Linked DNA regions of Arachis hypogaea: region 1 is linked to region 2. The links are chromatin contacts, called in public Hi-C maps. All regions are on one chromosome and are shown on one strand. Each heading gives the region's core, a stretch centred on a gene start, on an enhancer-like site or on the middle of the called end of the contact. The rest is flanking DNA. Distances are from core to core; before and after follow the strand shown. Region 1 holds the start of LOC112785286 (protein PPLZ02). Region 2 overlaps LOC112784689 (probable receptor-like protein kinase At1g80640).

Region 1 (6,096 bases), core at 1,383-3,882, 65 kb before region 2:
AATATATATATATATATATATATTTTTTTTTTTAAATATTTATTATATATAATTTGAAAAGAATACTAATGTTGTGATTAATAATTAGAATCAAAATTTAATTATTTCAAAAAATTAATTTGAGTTAATTTATAATTATTAATATAATTTTTTTATACTAATATCTAATTATATATATATAGAGAGAAAATATTATTTCTAAATAATAAATATAGAAATTAATTATTTTTATTTGTGTATCAGACTTAACATCTAATTAAATAAAAAATATACATATTAAATTCTTTTAAATTTTAAATAATGAATATTAAAATTAATTATTAATAAAAAATTAAAATCTTTCGCATAAAAATAATAACTAAAAAATTTATTATATGATTTTTTTAGCTACAAAGACTTAGTTTTGTTAGCAGACAAAAATTTTTGTTCTTTACGATTTTTTTTTTAAAATAGTTTAATTTTATAAATTATTTTTGTCATAATTTATAATGTGATGACAAAATTGATATAATTTTGAATGATTTATATTTTTGTATTATATGAACAAAAATACTAGTGTGTATATATATATAACTAATGCGGAGGAAAATAAAATATGGGAAGAGTTTTAAATATACTGAAAATATCGATATTTTAGTTGTTTTAACTGTTGATCTGAATTATAAAAAAAAATATATAATATATATTAATTAAAATTAACGATTAAAATAATTGGAACACCTGTATTCTCCGGTACGCTCTTGAAATTTTTCCTAATACGTTGTATCTGTATGCATATCAATCACGTGTAATATAAGTATGTATATGCAAGTTAAAAGTTTTGGCTCCCTTGAAAACAGGTCTATTGGTCTAGCTCTGCCCTTGAGTGGTAAGTAGATTCTATATTTTTCATTACGCAATAGAGAGATTACGCCTAGCTACACATTGGGTGATACATTTTACTTAACCAAACTGCTTGCTAATTGGTTCTCGACCACAATCTTCTAATTCCAGGACAAATAATACATAAAGAGAGAGAGAGATGTCATATTCTTGGTTCATTTAGTCAAGTGAGTAGTGACATATCTGCTATTTTTGTTATTACATTTCTACTATATATATATATCACTGTGGGACAAGTTAATTAATGATCATACATTTTAAATTTTATAATTCAACTCATCATTTTCTTTTTAATTATTTTTTCCCTTGTTTTTCAAAAACTTGTGTCAGAATGAAGAACTACAATGTTTGAAATGAAAGGGTTCTAATGTACAGAGTAGTACAGACTTTTTGAGTTTTGACACCCCCCCCCCCCCCCCCAAAAAAAAAAAACATTATTTCACACGGAAAAGAAGAAAATGTGCATTGAAAGATAGAAACAAATAATTAATTGAAGATATTGGAATATGATTGGATTGGCTATACATAGAAAAGGGTGGTACATAGACAGCATTGTCTACAAAAAGAAAGAAAAAGGTCACTTTGAATATAGAAGATATTAAGGACCTGAAATTAAAGATAATCATCATAATCTAAATTAAGTTAAAAATTAGCAGAATAATAATTGATCTCAGGAGGAAGCATATATAGCAAATGATATTAAAGAGAACAGAGCTCAATGGAGCCATAATGAAGCAACTCCTGAATCATTTGCTCAATGTGATTGTGATCTTCCTCAAGAGGCTTAATAAACTCATGATTTTCCACTTTAACCTTCTTCATGGAAGCCCAGTTGCCATCTTCCAATGAAGATGAAGATTGTTGTTCTTGTTGCTGTTGCTGTTGTTGTTGTTCATCCTTGTGTGGTCTCTTCTGTTGGATGGTGGGTGTTGGTGCAGTGGAAAAGGCGCCATTGTTGATGGGAGAAGGTCTAGTGATTTGAAGAGAGGCCATGTAACACCTGTGAAGCTTAGCGGTTAAAGTAGCAGAGAGAAGCTTGGATGGCGTGGAGTGAGAGGAATCAGGGTTGTAAGGGAAGTTGGTTCTGGCTCTCGTTCCACACATCAACCTTGCTGCTTCATCGTACGCTCTTGCTGCATCTTCTGCTGTCTCAAACGTTCCAAGCCATATCCTTGTTTTCCTGAAACATAATACATCATTCATTCTTTTAGCTTTCTAACATTAATCCAATCCATTTTCTCTCCTCTATTTCTATTTTCAACCTCATTCAATTTGGTCTAATAATTTATTGACATAATAAAAAATAATAATGAAAAAAAATTAATTGAATTTTGTTATAAAATTAAGAAAAACGTTAGAGAACTATTAAAATTTATTATTTTTGTTTATTGATTAATTATTAATATTTAAAAGTATGAAATAAAATGTGTTATTGGATAACTAAACTAAAAAGAACTAAATTAAAAAAATTGAGTTTATAACTAAATAATGACTAAAAATAATAAATTTTAATGTCTTTGTATTTTTTTAAAAATAATTCATCTAATATTTCTCTAAAAATAATGCAGAATACTTACAAAATAGGGTGGCGAATTTCAGAGACCCAAGAACCCCAATGCCTTTGTCGGACTCCTCGGTATCTTTGTTGTGCTCTGGCCATTTTTTTTTTTTTTTTGGGTTGCAAAATGTTATGAGTTTTGTTGTGTGGTAAGGGGGAAGAAGTTGGAGGGAGAATGGGGTTTATGTAGTTGTGCTCATTGCCCTTTTTCTTATTTTATTTTTTTAAAGAGACCTATAGAGGGTCCCAGTTGGAGGATTTTGAGGTTATTATAAAGTTTCTTTGTATTTACCTAGCAGCTATATGTTGGCTGTATTGCAATTTGTATGCTATGATTATGGAATTATCAAAGGATTACTAGTCCATTCATTTTCTGGACACAATTATGTCTCCCTCTCTTAGTCTCGCACTAGGATTATTAGTTTTTTGCTTTAAATTAAAGACGACTTTACTTGCATACATTTATTTTTGGACGCGTCTAAAAAATCTTCCGATACAAATACTGAACAATAGTGTTTCACTAATATTATCCATTCAGATGATTAGATAATAGATCTGAAGGTTTATATTAAAAAGATCTAATAAAGTAAACTTATAGAGGGAATATGTTTAAAATACAAAGGATATAACAACTGATAGATTAGACACTTTGTCTTGAATAAATGTTAATAAAACATCTATATTAAACAATTGGTTAAATAAATATTTTATTAAATAATAGTTGAATTATATTACAAATATGAATAGAATAATAGGTATTTAGTAATAAAAATATTTTAAATAGCTAATATATATTAAAAATAAATTACTAATTGTGGTGTAAAATTATAAATAAATTTCAAAAAATAATTATAATAAATTATCTGTAATATATGAGAATAAATTTGTAATTAAAATATCTCAATTTAATATTAATCAAAATTTAAATTAATATAATTTACCATATTAAAATATATAAAAGAGTGTATTCTTATTTTATAATTTACAAATACAATAAATAAAAAATATTAATATATATGATAACATTGAATATAAAAATGCTTTATTTAATGAATTTTGGAAATAGAGTTAAGTGGTTTATTTACATTATCATCATATTTGGATTCTTTAGTAATTTTATACCTAAAAATTATTATTTAATTATACAAATTTTTTATTATTTTTATATGGATATTTAATTTATATATTATCATATTAATAAATAATAAAATTATACAAATATAAATGTTTGATTGGAAAATAAATATAAAACTCTCATAATATCATCAATATATAGCAATTAAACTCATCTTCAAATGTAGATCATCACATGAACCAAACTATAAAACCAAAAATATACCAAGTTGGCTTTAAAATATGAGGATTAAGTGTTTGGTAACATTGTTATAAATTGCTTTTACTTTCTATGTCTCTTTTTCTCTCTTTAATTAATCCATAACTGAAGATGGAAGCTAAGTCCGGAGATTCTTTTCATGTGATGAGTAGAGAGCAATTTGTAGACAGTGACTGCAAGTCTTAATCCCCTTGGTGTGAGGTTTGAGCTACAAATCTTTGAACATATCATCATTCTCAAATATAAAAGGAGCAACAATTGCCTTAATAATCAACACATTTTCATAGTATCATTTTTCTATAATTAAGATCATATCACATTTAGATGTCGGGGACCAAGATAACCGAGGGTATCCATCGTATATGTTTTCCAACTATTTCTAGTTGCATAGCTCTCTGTAGTTTCGATCGGTTTCACAAATTAAAACAAACATCGATAAATATTGTGCACTATATATATTAGCCACTAATCTTTCACTTAATCCTACCCTATATGATTATCATTATTATAATTGGGTCAATCCCAAGTTGGGATACATCGGTTTAAGACAAAAGATTCTTTGGCCATCATAATTACCCTAACATATCAAATCATTTGATCAAATCTGCTTCACTATTTTCAAATCTCTAATCTATTAGGGCAACTAACCCCTCTCCTTTTTCTTTTTTCTCTTTATTTTCTGTGGGGGACGAGGGCATATATATAATCAAGTAAGTCACGGAGTTAAAAAAGTATCGGTACTTGGGACAAGTTAAATAAACGGTTATATATGTAGCTTTAGGCGATGAATTTTTATAAATGGTGGTGTCTGTCATGCGGATTTTAATAAAAAGAATTCTATGTCTACTAAAATTTAAGGGTAAAAAATCTAAATAAATAAATGGGAGTGGTATATTATATGAATCGCTCACGGTTTAATCCGTTATGTGCAGGTCTCCAATGGACTTTTTATGTAAATCGATACAACTATATTCGATTTAGCAATATTGGTACTAAATCAAATCAACCTGATTCGAATTAGTAGGAATACATGCAAATCGAAGGGATTGATTCGATTTATGCATGAATATTTAGACCTCTTAGTAAATCGAATAAGGTCAGTTCGATTTACTCAATGGTATTAGTAACCAAGTAAATCGATTGGAGTTGTTTCGATTTACATGCACGTAAATTAATGAATAAATTGACACAACACAATTCGATTTATTATGTATTTATCAAGATATATGAATAGATATAAGTTAATTCGATTTACTATGGTGCAAACGTATATAAATAGCGGTTGAATGTGAATTCCTCGTCATAGTGACATGCAATGGCTAGTGATGATAGTTTTTTAGTTCTGGTGCACTATAGAGGGTCGATTAAGAAGAAAACGCAATCTAGAATTAAATTTACAGATAAGGATCCGCTTAGTATTTTTCTCAAACCGTCAACGAGTTTCATCAAGTTCCAGAATACGATAATCTGAAAATTGGAGCTGCAAGGCATGAAACGGGTGGAGAAGTTATGCTATAGAATTACGATTTCTGTATTGCGGGATGATGTGAAGTACGATTCCTTCGTCATAGACAGCAACGAAGATTTGCAAGTTCTATTCCATTGTCGTTGACAATTTCCCGAGGTGAGGACTCTTGAGCTATTGGCCAAACTTGTGGATGTGGCCTCTAGTTCAGGAGGTTCTAACCAGAATCCTCAGCCTTCAGCCATGGCGGCCTGCTCTAGTTTGATGCCTGTTGGTGCCTCTTCATTTGTGTCCATGATTGAGCTTGAGGCAGTTTTGGTTGCCTCCCCGTCCTTCGCTGCCGATCTAAACCCCACTCGTGACAGAGAAGTAGGTGATACTGGATCCTTCGGTGATGTTGCAATTTGCGATCGCTGGTACTCCTGATGTAGTACCGGATTCCTGACAAGGTAGAGCACTGGATGGTGTGAAAGATGCACTGCAGGATGATGATGATGATGATAATGTGGAGCCCACAACGACTGCCAATGATAGCGATGATGACATAGCGAGGAGTACTCCAGCTGGGGGTGATGGAGCGGCTAGTTCAAGAACTCAGCAGTATCCTCGACATTTTTCAACTTTGGACTTGGATGCCATGAGACAGTAGGGGATACCTGGCGTGCCTTTCAGATTTGGGGCCAGAGACACACAAGATACAAGAGGACTAGCTGAGTTCCAAGTCAGTCAGCAGTTTCAGGATAAAAAGGAGGTCATGCTGAGCGTGAAGACTTATAGCATCCGATGTGGAGTTGAGTATAAAGTGTTGGAATCCGATTATTGCAAGTACTATGAGAAGTGTAAGGAATTCGGCAACAA
Region 2 (5,959 bases), core at 1,731-4,230:
GAAAATGCGGAATGAGGAAGAAGAAGAGAAGAAGAGCCTGAAGGGCTGAATCTTTCTCCTTTTATATTTGACCTAATTGATTTTGAAAATAAGATAAATTAATAAATTCTAAAACCTAAAAGATTGTGTTTAGTTTTAAATAATAAAAAATAAAATAAATAAAGAAAACTAAAAAAAAACTAAAGCTACGAAGGCTTCCTTAGAGCTCCAAAATGTGCTACTGACGCTAAACACCAGGCTCGGTGTTTAGCGCCGCTGAACAGAGGCTATTTCCATTGTTTTCTGGATGCGTGGCGCTAAACACCGAGTCGTGACATTTAGCGCCAGCTTTATAGAGAGCTTGCACGAAGTACGAGGCACCTGGTGCCAAACGCCAAGTAGCGGCGTTTAGCGCCATCTTGATAGCATCCAATTTCTTCCTTTTTCTTCTACAGGAACTCTATCAAACTTGCCCGCATCTTTCTTGAAATTAATAAAATTACTATGCGCATCAAAGTAGCATCCAAACAGGACTAAAATACCAAAATCTCATAAAAACTTAATAAATCTATATCTAAACTACTAAAAAAATATAGAAAAGATGCTCACGCATCAACAAAGCAGTGGTAACTTCGACGGCGGTGCTAACAGCAATGGCTCCCCCCGGTGACTACCCAAACAGCAGCGACGACGAGGGAGCAATGGCAGTGGAGACGATGAGCTTCTTTCTCGTGAGCTCCTTCTCTCTCTCATGCAGTGGCTTGATGAAGAGGACAATGACGGCAGTGCAGACCTCACGACAATGACGACAGCGAAAGCTTCTCCCTCCTCACGTTCGGTCTCTCTCTCTCCTCCACAAACCCAATCTCTCACACGTTCTGTCTCTCTTCTCGGCGATGGCTCGGAGGTGGCAGAACGAGCTGGACGGAGGTGGCGAGGCAGCAACTCCTCACTCCGTCCTCTCTTCTCTGATTCGCGCCCTCTCTCCCTCTCGTGTACGTGTGTGTATAACGTTGAAAGGGAATGGGGAAATGTGGGTGGCAGATGGGGGATTTAGGGGTAGTGTGTGTAATAGATTTAGGATTAGATAAAAATTAGGGTTAGGTTAGTATTTGATTTGGGGATTTTTGGGTTAATTAGACTATTAGAGTAGAGTAATATTAATAAAATTAGGGTATAAGGTATTAATTTGAAATCTAGTTTAATCGCTTAAAAATACTTCAAAAATATTATTTGTTGTATCAATCTATTAATTGGCTTTCAATCGAGCACTCTAATTTAAAATATAAGATAATATAATTAATTTTTTTATTCATAAAACTTAAAGTATTAAATTCTAAAATCTCAATTATTTAAATCAATTCATATAAAATTCTTATTATTTTACGATTACTAAATTTTATAATTTAAATCTAGAAAATTATTTAATAATTCTAAAATTAGATAAAAATTCTAATTTAAATAGTCAAAACCTCATTATTTTTAAATTTCTAAAACTTTAAATTGTAAATAAGAAAACACTCAATAAATTGTAAAATCAAATAAACCTTAATTTTCTTCAAATTTAACTTATCAAGACTTGATTCAATATCCCTTAATAAAATAATTTCTAAAATTAAAGTCTTTAATAAATAAATAAATTAAAGTTGGCTTATAACAAGATTTTTTAAAAGTTCTAGGTTTTATATTTGATGGCTGCAATTTAATTTAAATTTTAGAAAAAATCGGGTACCAAAAAGATTGTAAAACGGGTCCGAATCGAAGAAAGAATTTGAAGAATTTATAAAGAACATGAAAAACACTTTGAGTTTTATCAAGAACATTCAAGAACAACTCTTTAATCTATTTTGGGATCAAAGTACAAATATTATTATGTTTTGGGATAAAAAGTATAAATACTAAAAATTTAGGGGTTAAAGTATAAATATCAAAAGTTAAAAGAGTTAAAATATAAGTTTTATAAAATTTTTGGGCTCAATATAAAATTTTTAAAAATTGAGATTAAAATATTATAAAAAAATAATAATAAAATAATGATAAAAAAGTAATTTTTTCTAAAAGAGATAGGTAACGACTAATTCTGGAGACTAACGAAGAAGTAGAAGACGAAAAAGAAGAAAAGAAAAAGAAAAAGCTTTAGGGTTCATAAATGGGAATAGGAACTAAATTGGGGAGTTATACATTGCTAGCCACATTAGCTAGCCATTATAATTGACAGCGTGACAGTGGCTATGCCACATCAGCAATTCGCTTGCTGACTCACATCAGAAATAGACTAAAAAACTTGTATATAGCTCGATGTTCAATCTGGATGGACAAATTAGTACAATTAAAATCTCAAAGGTAAAATTAGTGCAAAGGCCGAATCTAGAGGACTACTTTGGAGATTTGGTCTCTAGGTTGTTGTATTTTTTGCCAAATACTCTATTCTCCTTCAATTTAGATTCAGGAAGCGTTCTTAGGAGGTGGAAAATGTCCACAAGAATAACATATATGTTGCTTCTAGATTTGACTACCTGAGCAAGAGGTAAGCAATTTGTCTCTATTAGTGTTTAAACTATTTGAATATTTTTTACCCATATTAGTGCTCCTCTCATTTCTTAGGCTATGTTTGGAGGGAAGACTGAGATTAAAAGACAGAGACTAAATTAAATCTCTTTATTGTGGTTAGTATAAAATATTCTATATTGAATTATATCTTAGTATCATATTTGGTTTATGATAAATATGGAAATTGAGAGATAGATTTAGAATTTAAAATATTAAATGAAAATATATTTAAAAAAATATTATTAAAATTTCAATATTCATTCCTAAAAATTTTAGTCCTTTATATTTCTAGTTTTTGAAAATACTAAAGAAACTAAAATTTTGTATTTCAAGATCAAAATTTTAGTTTCAATCTCTAATCATTTAATACAATATTCAGTCCCAATCCTCCTAGTCTTAGTCTTAATCCTAGAAAACAAATGCAACCTTAAGCTTCCCCAGCTAACCAAACGGCCTTCTATACATTGTAAGTGGGCTTCTCATTCCGAATATACAGAAGGAATAAGACTTGCAGCCACATCAAAAACCTAGAAAATAAAAATGAGAAACGTCTTGTTACAAGAAGTTAGAAATGAACACCAACATTTTGTGGCCCAATTTGGACCCTGAAAAAAATCGAAACACCAACATTTTGATGAATAATTTGCACTGTCTAAGAATTATATCTCTGACAAAAAAAAAGAATTTATGTCACGTCCAGAAACTCGGATTTATGTAAATTGTGACAAAAAAATATAAATAGCCAATTTGTAATTATAATAAAAAAATTCATAAAAATAATTGATAGTTTGTCTATTATGTACTCTAAAAATAAAAAGTAAAATAAAATTAAAAATTTAAGGGTAAGATATATTTTTTATGTTAAAGTTGGTTTAAAGTTTTAAAAATATCTCAAAATTTTATTTCAATTGTTTTTTAAAAATTTTTTATTTGCATCAAATATATTCCTGATCGCTAATTTTTCAAAAACTTTAGGACTAACTCAGCAACGATTTCACAAGAACAACATTTAACATAAACAAATTAAATATAGTCATATATTTTTGCTAGATTAATTTTAAATTTTTTGAAAATTTAGTTGTTAGGAGTATATTTAATACAAATTAAAAACTACAGAAACAAAATTAAAATAAAATAAAAGTTAGGGACACTTTTAAAAATTTTAACAAATTTTAAAGATAAAAAATATACTTTATCTGAAATGTAAATTAAGGAAAAAGGGTTTACTCATGCATCCTTCTAAGTTCTAATATCACAATCTCCTGATATATAATTGTGATTGTAGCCGCAAACATATGACAATGAAAACATTAAGGATATCCATTTCGATAAATAATGGTTCCTCTTAACTTGTAATATTGCTAATCCGTGACAAACTATAAAGTACTTTCTTTAAGAAGAAGCTTCGGAGAAAAATACGGTTTGTTAGTTTAACTTAATTATGACGCTAACATGTAACAACACACTTATTTGCTGTGTCGGTTGCCAATGAGTTCATATAATTGAAGAATTCTCGCAATAAATGTGATGGAATCGTTCATTTATATCAACAGAACTCTTTATCTCTTTGTATATTTATATATACAATGTATACATTAATCAGTTATTAAGAAAACAAAATGTGGTTGAATTCAATGAGATCTGAGTGTTCCTCCAAGATGAATGGGAACAAGAGGGACAAGTGAATGAAGAACATCAGTGATTAGAGGACGGTAACTTGGCTCAGGCTGAACACAGAGAACAGCAACAGCAGCAACCTGATATAAGTGCTTGACATCCATTGTATCTTTGATCACTGGATCCACAATGTTCCTAAGTTTGGATCTGTCTGTCAGTGCCGGCATCGCCTATAAATTCATTCATATGGTTATTTATAATTATACGGGTACGCGCGGTGTGTGGGGTTAATAAATTAAATGAATAAAAGCAGGTAGCATACATACCCATGTGACAATAGATTGGCATTGAGCTGGTGCCAGTTTCTCCACAGGCTTCCTTCCTAACAGAAGTTCAAGAAGTACAACCCCAAATGCATACACATCGCTTTTATCTGTCAATTTCCCTATCAATACATAAATATCACTTACTATTAGAACTAACAAATAAATTAACAAATTTTATTTTTTTTATAATTTTATAAAATCACTCATTTAAATCTAAATCATTAATATAAGATTTAATAAATGAAGACTTAAAATTTGAGTGAAATATAGTTCTTACTCTCTGTTTTATATTAGTCTGTCTCTTTTTAGCTTTATGCAGGTACGAAGACAATCATTAAATTTTATTAAAAATATAAAGAATTAAAAAAGAAAGACAAAAATACTCCTAGTATTTTTTTTTCTCTCTCTCTACTAATTCTTTACTCTTGTAAGTTTCTCTTTTTATATTAAATAGAGAATATAATATGTAAAAGTGAATTAATGACTTCATGGAATTAGAAAATGACACTTAATTTGCAACAAAAATAAAAATGAAAAGAGACATTTAATATGATGGGTAAAGTATGTTTTTTGTCTCTAACGTTTGTGATGTTTTGTCAAAAATACATCTAACTTTTAATTTAATTTAATTTTGTCCTAATATTTTTAATTCATTCAATTTTATCACTAATGTTTTTTATTTGTTTTAAAACTATCTTTGAACGTTTTTAATTTTGTTCATGAGCTTTAGATGGAGTTATCGTAGGGATAATTTTAACACAAATTAAAAATCTTAAGGATAAAACTGAATAAAATTAAACATTAAGAATATTTTTAAAAAATTATAAGTATTAAGGATAAAAACATATTTTACCCTAATATAAAATGGATGGATTATCTAGAAAGAAAATGATGAGCCTCTAAGAAAGTTAAAATAAGAAGTTTTGACTTTTTCAATACGTTTTGAATTCATTTAATGTATTAAAAACTTTAAAATTTAATGTTTTCTATTATTAAAGTTTCATATCTCTAAAACACTTGGTATCATGAACCAAATAGATAATTCAGTTGCACGCTCCTCATGTGTAGATCCATGATATTATTGACATTGAGAAATAATTATATATTAATTTAATCATTAATTCTGTGAGTGGTACAATTCGGATGTTAGTTTATATCAACAAGGAGAAGTAACCAGAGAAAACAAAGCATCTGAGATTATTGTAAGGTAACCAACAACAAAGTCAAATTAATTAAATCCTTAGATGACATGTCATGTCAGTTGGGCAGGTACATGACCAACAGTAGCAAAATGTTTCAAACCAACCCTAAACTCATATGGCATAATTCATAATAGAAAAAAAACACCACAAAGCTCCAAAATAAAACCAACACAGTGGATCAAAGATGTCAGAGTCAGAGAAATGCATATGCAGTGAAATGAAGAGTTTGTTTTGGCATAATAACATACCATCTAAAAGGTACTCTGGGGCTACGTACCCCAATGT

Evidence for each region. Hi-C and Micro-C count contacts between places; a contact is called where the count stands out from the background.
Region 1: a contact with region 2 is called in a Hi-C map of an unstated tissue, with 3 times the contacts expected there. The contact joins the promoter of LOC112785286 here to the enhancer-like site in region 2. A contact is called at or near these places in 2 of 8 Hi-C or Micro-C datasets (leaf and an unstated tissue).

What each region holds. Positions count from the first base shown.
Region 1 is chr20:116,172,589-116,178,684 of arahy.Tifrunner.gnm2.J5K5, reverse strand. LOC112785286 (protein PPLZ02) reads right to left here and starts at 2,632. Exons shown (of 2, transcript XM_025828746.2): 1 at 2,460-2,632; 2 at 1,348-2,062. The coding sequence starts at 2,542. The coding sequence ends at 1,582.
Region 2 is chr20:116,108,497-116,114,455 of arahy.Tifrunner.gnm2.J5K5, reverse strand. LOC112784689 (probable receptor-like protein kinase At1g80640) reads right to left here. Exons shown (of 9, transcript XM_072230017.1): 7 at 5,923-5,959; 8 at 4,473-4,591; 9 at 4,053-4,376. The coding sequence ends at 4,161. Among protein-coding and RNA genes, the nearest start is that of LOC112784689, 4.8 kb to the right of the region's middle. Within about 2 kb of position 2,980, at least 2 of the 3 cell types and tissues checked have open chromatin away from gene starts, as enhancers often do.